Regions from separate parts of the Mus musculus genome. Here regions 1 and 2 are each linked to region 3. Evidence: chromatin contacts called from public HiChIP or PLAC-seq and promoter capture Hi-C data. All regions are on one chromosome and are shown on one strand. Each heading gives the region's core, a stretch centred on a gene start, on an enhancer-like site or on the middle of the called end of the contact. The rest is flanking DNA. Distances are from core to core; before and after follow the strand shown.

Evidence for each region. Promoter capture Hi-C pulls out the DNA fragments that hold promoters and counts their contacts. HiChIP or PLAC-seq counts read pairs in DNA pulled down with a chosen protein or histone mark.
Region 1: a contact with region 3 is called in an H3K4me3 HiChIP or PLAC-seq map of embryonic limb bud, with 3 times the contacts expected there. The contact joins the enhancer-like site here to the promoter of Rxrg in region 3. A contact is called at or near these places in 7 of 39 promoter capture datasets (3T3-L1-derived adipocytes, HPC-7-derived erythroid cells, cranial neural crest and 4 more), 16 of 115 datasets of contacts at active chromatin or transcription factors (SST interneurons, craniofacial prominence, embryonic basal ganglia and 10 more) and 3 of 9 other capture datasets (embryonic stem cells, liver and pancreatic islet).
Region 2: a promoter capture Hi-C map of neural stem cells shows a contact between it and region 3. The contact joins the promoter of Lrrc52 here to the promoter of Rxrg in region 3. A contact is called at or near these places in 21 of 39 promoter capture datasets (the 3T3-L1 cell line, 3T3-L1-derived adipocytes, the HPC-7 cell line and 14 more), 3 of 484 Hi-C or Micro-C datasets (cortical neurons, cranial neural crest and reprogramming fibroblasts), 4 of 115 datasets of contacts at active chromatin or transcription factors (craniofacial prominence, embryonic forebrain, forebrain and 1 more) and 4 of 9 other capture datasets (adipose tissue, liver, macrophages and 1 more).

Annotation. Positions count from the first base shown.
Region 1 is chr1:167,437,256-167,439,955 of GRCm38.p6, reverse strand. All of the region lies in intron 1 of Gm34207 (a long non-coding RNA gene), which reads right to left. Among named protein-coding and RNA genes, the nearest start is that of Gm34207, 15 kb to the right of the region's middle. Within about 2 kb of position 1,310, at least 2 of the 459 cell types and tissues checked have an H3K27ac peak or open chromatin away from gene starts, as enhancers often do. A contact at or near this core is called in embryonic limb bud, where this site is marked.
Region 2 is chr1:167,465,505-167,468,204 of GRCm38.p6, reverse strand. It overlaps Lrrc52 (leucine rich repeat containing 52), which reads left to right and starts at 1,425. Exons shown (of 2, transcript NM_001013382.3): 1 at 1,425-2,112. The coding sequence starts at 1,491.
Region 3 is chr1:167,596,925-167,599,624 of GRCm38.p6, reverse strand. It overlaps Rxrg (retinoid X receptor gamma), which reads right to left and starts at 1,263. Exons shown (of 10, transcript NM_009107.3): 1 at 825-1,263. The coding sequence starts at 873.

The DNA.
Region 1 (2,700 bases), core at 61-2,560, 160 kb after region 3:
AATTCTAACCTATAGATAATATCGAGAATGTTCAAGAGACAGCTGAAGACTGAAAGGAAAATTGAGAACCCTTAACAGAAACAGGGGCAGAAACAGATCATTTGCAGCAAGCACACAAAGATATATTTACTCTCACCAGAAACCAAATAAATGCACATTAAAACAAGCAGTCCTGGGGTTGAGGAGATGGCTCGGTGGATAAGAACACCTGCAACACAAGCATGAGGACCTGAGCTCGGATGCCCATCACAAACATCAAAAAGATGGGTGTGGTTGCTCATGCATGTAACCCCAGGATGGGGTGGGCAAGCGGGGGAAAATGGGACTGCAAGTAACCAGGCTAGCAAAAACTCAGTGAGCTTCACGTTCATTAACGGATTCTATCTCTAGAAAAAAAGGCAGAGAGTGACAAAGGGAAACACAGTATCTCTGTCTCTATTATCTGGTTCCCACACACATGGGCATGAATGTACACTTGTGGACACGAACACACACACACACACATGCCCACACATACATGAACACATGCACAAACACAAAGAGGTGACATGTTAGTCTGATTAGCTTAAAACTTTGCTATATGGATTGGTGGGGGTGTTGGCTACATGAAATCTAACACCTGTGAATTATGGCATCTTAGAGTGAAGCAGAGCAGAGTGTTAACTCCCCTTAGTGACTTACAGCTGGAAAGACATTAGTGCTTATCATCCAGGACCTCCATGTGTGATATTTCCTCTACCAGCACATACATACATATTCTCTCTCTCTCTCTGTCTCTCTCTGTCTCTGTCTCTCTCTGTCTCTGTCTCTGTCTCTCTCTCTCTCTCTCTCTCTCTCTCATTTCCTTTTCAGATCTGCTTTCCAAATTTGATTTTGTAAGATCCTATCTCACTCCCTTCTAGCTGCTGTCCCCTAACATTCTAGTTAAAAGCCAATAGATTTGTTACAGCGCACCTAAAGAATTGTTATTAAGGCTTTAAAAGGCTTATGGGTTCTTTGCAAGAAGCCAGATGGTGGAAACTGTGCACTGGCAATAATAGTTCAGATAGCACTGAAGAGCCACTGAGATTATGGGGAAATTGTAGGCAGAACTAAGTGTTTGACAAGAGACTAATGATGAAAGGATGTAGGTGGGCTGGCTTCTTAAGCAGACCAATTATTTAGGCCAAGGGGTTAACGTATAAGAACAATACACACAGGTATACAACTTGGTGGCTAATTGCACATCACTCCCTGAACTCATTTTAGTGACTCTGGGCTCGTTCCCAATTAGCACTCACTAAACCTGGCCTGTTGTCCCTTTGATCTGGCCTCTCTCAGAAATTGCTGATGGCTTGTAATTCTTCTTTATTTACCTCTTCTGAAGTTGGTAAAGGCCAGGCAGGGCACATGCCAGCAGCTCCCTACCACTCTCCCTAGATTGTGGCACACAAGACAGTCTGTGGCAACAGACTGAACCCCGAGAGTCTCCCACTAAGAAGCTTCTCTGGATTACTGTTCCCACAGAAAATCTCCTTAGGCTAATCTAGTCTTAACCCCTTATCCCCACCCAATGCAAGCAGGAAGAAATTCACCACAGCGAGCAGCGGCGGTATTGACATGGGCATTTCCTCTGGGGCTCTGTGAACCTGAGCGCATTACTAATCTCTGTCATGTTCATTTTCTCTCAAGCGAAATAGGGGCTGAACTCAGACTGTAACGTTACAGTCAAGAGATTCTTTGTATGAAAGACAAATCTAGTCCAGGCCCAAAAAGTAGGTCCTTAAAAACTTGGTGGCTTTGAGGAGATCATGAGCTTTCTCGGCTGCCCAGATCCAGTTCCCTCTTGCATATGTACCATGGAAGCGCCAGGCTTGCTCAACCTCAATTCCAGAACATCTGGCAAGAGAGTCAGTTCACTCCTTCAAAGAAAGATTTGGTGAAGAACTCTGAAATCAATAATTTATACAATTATTACATGCTGACTTAAAACTTTTTAATGATTTTTTTTTTAATGGAGAATGAGGCAGAACCTCCCCTGTGACCTTGCAACCCAGGTGAAGAGTCACACAAGGAAATGGTAGCAAAATATGCACTATGTATATATGTGTATATATGTACATATATTATTAGTATAATTACATATGTGTGTGTGTTGTGCACATAAGCTTTTTAGACTACGAAAAGAAAGCAAAGCAAACCAACTCTCCCAGCCTGGAGAAGGGAGAGAGGACTTCACCAGGCAGGAGACGTCAGAGCTGATGCTTTAAGAGTGGAGGTCAGGGTAAGAACTTTCTGAACAGGGAATCATGTGCAAAGCCCCAAGGTACAGCAGCAAAGAGGAGCATGCCACACTTAAGGGGGTGAAAGAAGAGAACACTGTAGCCATATTACAGGCAGTGAAACAGTCATACAAATGAGAGACGGAAAAAAAAAACGGATCACGTCATAAAAAAGATTCGATCTCTATCCTAAAAACTGTGGAAAGTCGTTAAAAGGATACAGTTGAGTGGTGTGGTCCTAGGAGGAACTTAGGGAGGCCAGAATTGCTGCTTTATTATACTCAGACATAACAGCAGAGCCACCCTGAGCAGATCCACAGGGCCGACACTGGCAGCACACGTGGGACTCTGAGCCAAATATGCTGAAATCAGAATCACTCGAGAGTGGCTGAGTCCGACCACAGTTCTGTGTGGGATTACTTGAAGAAAAGCGCAGAGA
Region 2 (2,700 bases), core at 176-2,675, 130 kb after region 3:
GGTCACTTTCAATTTAGTAAACATCCCTAAGTCATCACGTTAATTCCCAGCCAGTCACCCGAGAAATGCTGAGTCAGGAAACATAACCAAGCATTAGCTAACTAGCCATGAATCCACTCGACTTTATTCATTTCTCTCTTGGCAGAGAAGCAAGAAAAGGAAGCAAGCCATCAGAGACATTCACGCATCATTCATTCAATAAGTATTTATTAAATGCCTAGTGCCAGGCGCTATGCTAAGCTAAATACAAGTTTCATTGAGCTATTAATATTCCCACCTACATTATATGTGAAGGTTTTTAAAGAATAAGGTACTGCTTTCCATAAATAACCCATTTTAACTCCTGAGGTGCTTCATCTTCATTTCTGACCTCATGCCTTCCCCCACAGAGAGAGTTATACACCCCAGACCCCATTCCTCTAGAGACTCCTTTCATCTGTCAAGCACTTAATGAGCAGAAACTCACAGTAGAAACACTAGACCTGTACTCGCTGTGTTTAAACTCCTTGAAAAACACAAGTCATAAGAAATGATTCATATTATCACACTCACAGGTTTTTATTCTGCGTTTGGGCTTTGTTTTAAGGGGAATAACTTACTGTTCAAAAAAGTCTTTTTAAAATAAGAATGTGTACATGCATGTGTGCACACACACACACATACACACACAATCCAAATGTAGACAAGGATGTATAAAACCTAGAAATAAAATCTTAAGAGTCTCACCTTATCAGAGGATTTATTACAAAAGAGGCAAACCCCTTTCCTATCTTCTAAAAACAACTGACATCCCTCAAAATTTAGAAACCAGGAAACGGTCTGCTCTAAAAGCTGATCACCAGAAAGGATGATAGGGCTGGAGACATCCCAGGTTCCCACTAGGAATGGACTAAGGGCTTATATCTGGCCAAATCCTCTCTGACACCTCCGTGTGGAGCTGATATGAACACTCCAAGAATGCCCTGGCACACACCTGCACACAGGGCCCTCATGTGTGTTCCCCCCACACCTGCATGCCTGACTCCTCCAGAGAGCAAGCTTACCTACATACACAAAACACCCCTGACCACCCAGAAGGAGAGGTGAGAAACCTCTCTCCCTCTGCCTCAGAGTCTCCCGAGGCTGCTGACATCACAAAAGTGTCAACTGGCAACCTCATTGTCATGCGGTTCTCCCCTGGCTCCCCTTCACTTACAAAGGCAGGGAAAGGGTGAGACCTTTCAGAGCTGCCAAGTGGGCGAGCTTCCAACAGCACTCGGACTGAGCAAGTAGCAGAGCCACCAAGCCGGCAGCAGGGCACTGGGCCTCGTGTTTCAACTTCTGTTCAGTTCTCCTGTAATGGAAAATTGCTTTGCACAAAGCTAGAGTGTTACAGTTTTTTCCAGCACCCATCCCCTGCCCTGCCCCACCCCTCGGCAGCCTTCAGATCAGAAGGACAGCTTGTACCCGCCCTCAGGAAGGTAGAAGGAGGGGAACCTTGGCTTCTTACTATGTCCCTTGCTTCAGGCCCTAGCTCCAAGTTGTTACTCTTTTCTCTTGGAATGGGGTTGGTATCAGGGTCCAAGTGTCCAAACAAGTGTGTGTGTCAAGACCAAGAAGTAGCCTGCATAGATTTGCACCTAACGGAATACCCAGCTGATATTCCTCTGAACACCCGGAGACTATACCTGAACAATAACAAAATCACTAGTTTACCAGCTTTGCAGCTGGGATTCCTCAGTGACCTCGTTTACTTGGACTGTCAGAACAACCGGATTCGAGAGGTGATGGATTATACCTTCATCGGGATCTTCAGACTCATCTACCTTGACCTCAGCTCCAACAACCTAACTTCCATCTCCCCTTTCAGCTTCTCAGTGCTCACCAACCTGGTGCGGCTGAACATTTCACACAACCCTCACCTGTTGTATCTTGACAAATACGTCTTTGCCAACACCACGTCTTTGAGGTACCTGGACCTCAGAAACACCGGATTGCACATCATCGACCATAATGGCTTCCACCACCTGGTGGTGCTCCAGACTCTGTACCTAAGTGGGAACCCCTGGATATGCAACTGCTCCTTCCTGGACTTCACCATCCACTTATTAGTGTCCCATATGGACCACCCAGGTAAGGGGTTGATTGGCAGTGGGTGCCATGCCATGGGAGGGACTGGTTTCTGAGAGGGGTAGTCAAAAGATGATCGGGATGGAGGGAAAGCTGTGTGAGATGGTTAAAAAGTACCGTCACTGTTTGGCCCGGCCCCCTCCTTGGGTTGACTGGAGAGGCAATAATGCTTAATAGCAATAGTTCTAGAATGAGAATTCAGAACTCAAACATGTCACCTACCACTCCTGTGCCTTTAGAAAAATCTCATTTCTCTGCACCTGTTTTCCATTCCATAAAACCGGTACATATTACATAATTTGCAGAATTGTAGCCAACAAAATGTGTATGTAAATGATACAAAATGTGTACTGTAATTGTAAAGTTACAAAGTAATTCAAGGGCACTGGGCTCCCCTGGGTAAACTGTGTTAATCTGATTAATGCCGTGACTGAATTTTTCCAGGGTCTAAAATAAATTCAGTCCTTCACAGGTGAGGGAGAATCCAACAGGGCTCAGGGAATGTTCCACGGGTGTGGCAGGGGTGGGGTGCACAGGAGCCTCGGGGACAGCAAAAGACAGAGGACAGAAGGAAAGCCTTTGATAGACTTG
Region 3 (2,700 bases), core at 14-2,513:
ATGGGTGTCTGGGCTACTCCTGTCCCTGATGGGAGGGGTCCTTAAGGACAGATGCCCTGGCATGAAGGCAGCCAGTGAGTGAACTCAGCCTCCTGAAGCTTCCGCGGGAAGTGAGGGACTCCCCTGCCTGGCTGGGCTATGTGGAGCCACAGTTTGTAGGTTCTCAGAACCTGGCCTTCCCTACCCCCAGCCCTAGATCTCGACCCCCAGGGCGGAAATGAAGACAGCAACCCTTGCTGTGGAATTGGGGGCAGCAGCAGGGGAGGAGAGAAGAGGTTATTAGCAAATCAAAAGGGAAGAAAGCAGGGAGGAAACAGTGTGGCAAATTAAAGGGCTATGTTTCCCTTCTGAAAATCCAACTGTAAAGAAACGAGCTTTTAAGTAAAAACAACCTTGCCCTTGTTGTAAAGTATTTCCGGGACTTTTTGCCCAAGCAAAACCTTTTACATCACTTTTCCCCCCTCATTACAAATTAAATTAAATAATAGGTACATCTTAGCAATTTCCCTCACTCTCACTTTTCACACCCACACAGACATGTGGGGTTGTAGCAAAGCTTTGTTTCAAACCCTTTCCAACACGCTGGTTCAGACTCTCATAAATATCCCAGGACCTTCTTCTGATATGCAAACATGCCTTCACCTTGGGACCATTCTGTCTTCTGCATGGACAAGCACCCACGAAACGCGCCGTGTACCCACTACACATGCATATGAACATGCACGCTGGCCTTCCGATTCCAAGCTACGTTTATCCCGTTTCCTCCCCGGCCTCTCCCGGACAGGTTCACACTCAAGACGGTGAAGCCCAAGTGAGGTCCTTACCACCAAAGCCGGTGGGAAACTTCATGAAGTGGGAATAATTTCCATACATGTTGGCTGCTCAGTTCATTCCTCTGCTGCGCTTCTGAAGAGTACAGCCTCTCTCTCTCTCTCTCTCTCTCTCTCTCTCTCTCTCTCTCTCTCTCTCGGCTCCCAGGCACAGCCGGGCTTCCGTCAACTTGGGCTAACAAGAGTGGCCATCGCTTGCTAGCAGCCGGGAGAGCGCAGGCTGGGCCAGCCCTCTGGGATTAGTCAGGAATCTGCCTCTAGATCCGAGAGTCCACATAGTGTTGAGAGGCTGTGGCGGCCGCAGCAGCTGGTGCCTGTCAGTAATCACGCATAATGCTGCCGCCGCTGCTACCTCTCCTTGCCTCTTGCCGCCGCCGTCGCTGCTGCTGTTGCTACTGCTGCCGCCGCCGCCGCCGCCGCCACCACTGCGCCTGAGATCCTGTTGCTAGTTTGATTAACTCTGGGTTGGGCTGCTGTGAGCGACTCTTCCAGCTCCCCGCTAGTCCCCAGAGGTTCCTACCGGGTGGCACAATCTATTAGCTGGGAACCAATCGATGTGTGACTGCCCTAGTGGGTCAGGAGAAAAGGAGGGGGAGATGGCAGGCGATAAAGACTCTTTAGGTGCCTTTTCCTTGACTCGCACCCACAAAAAAAAATCAATGGGGTTTTATTAAAATGCATTTTCTCACTCTGGCTCCTCTCTGTCCAGTGCACTTGTTATTTGATCTGTGAAAGGGGGCGGGGGTTGGGGGCCAAGAGAGAACAGAGCCCTTTCATAAGGCACGAAATTAGAAAAGCATGAGACTAGATGCCCAAAGACGGAAAAACTAAAATAGAGCAGCCTTTAGATTTGGATTGGGCCCCTCCTGCTTGGGTGGCCAGCAACAGTGGTCTGGACTCTAACAATTGAAGCTCACACAGCAGGTTCACAGGGAGCCTTACCTACAGGTAGGAAGGGGATGTTGCCTCCACAGAGTGGTACCCACTCTGATGTTTCACTGGGGGAATAACTTCACCTTGAGCAGCATCATTGTGCCATCTGCTCAAAGATGGTCCCAGCATCCTCACTGACACCGAGATTCCCTTGGTTAGAGCCAACCAACTCACAGTGGAAAGTGTAAGACCCTTTGATTTTTTGGGTCTGTTGTTCAGATTCTCTGAGAAAGCACCGCTCAGGCTATACCTGAACACCTTAATGTTGGGAACTCACTCCCATCCCACCCCATCCCATCCCATCTCTAGAGAGCAATTCAACAACCGATTTCCTCTCGATGACGCGTCTTTGTGCAGGATCTCAGCCACAGAACAGCCGCCTATGGAGTTTGTCACTGGATCATCTGAACGATCTATCATGTCAACTAGTCATGCCTTCCCTAGATGCTCCTGGTTTTTCCAGACCATCCATGTATCATTAAGATTTCAAGACATAGAGAGGGGGCTGGGGAAATGGCTCAGCGACTAAGAATGTTTGATGGGCATGTTTCTCGATCTGAGTTCAGAACCCCACACCCACCCCATGGAACACAGTCAAATGTGGCCACGTGTACCTACAACCCCAGCAGTGGGGAGGGGAGGGGAGTCAGGAGGATTGATGGATGGACTGGCTAGCCATCAGCCTAGCTGAAGAAGAAATGGTGAGCTCTGGGTTCACAGGGAGACTGGGACAGAGCGGGAAGACACCTGGCATCCTTTTGCTGCCTTCTGCATTTGTGTGTATGGGTATGCACCCTTGTGTACATACATACGCCAAACACACACGCACATGTGCGCACACACACACACACACCTTGTTTCTAATAATGCCATTTCTATAAACACCCTCAAGGTAGAGAAAGGGGTTAGCTACACTCGTATGACTTCTCCAGTATGG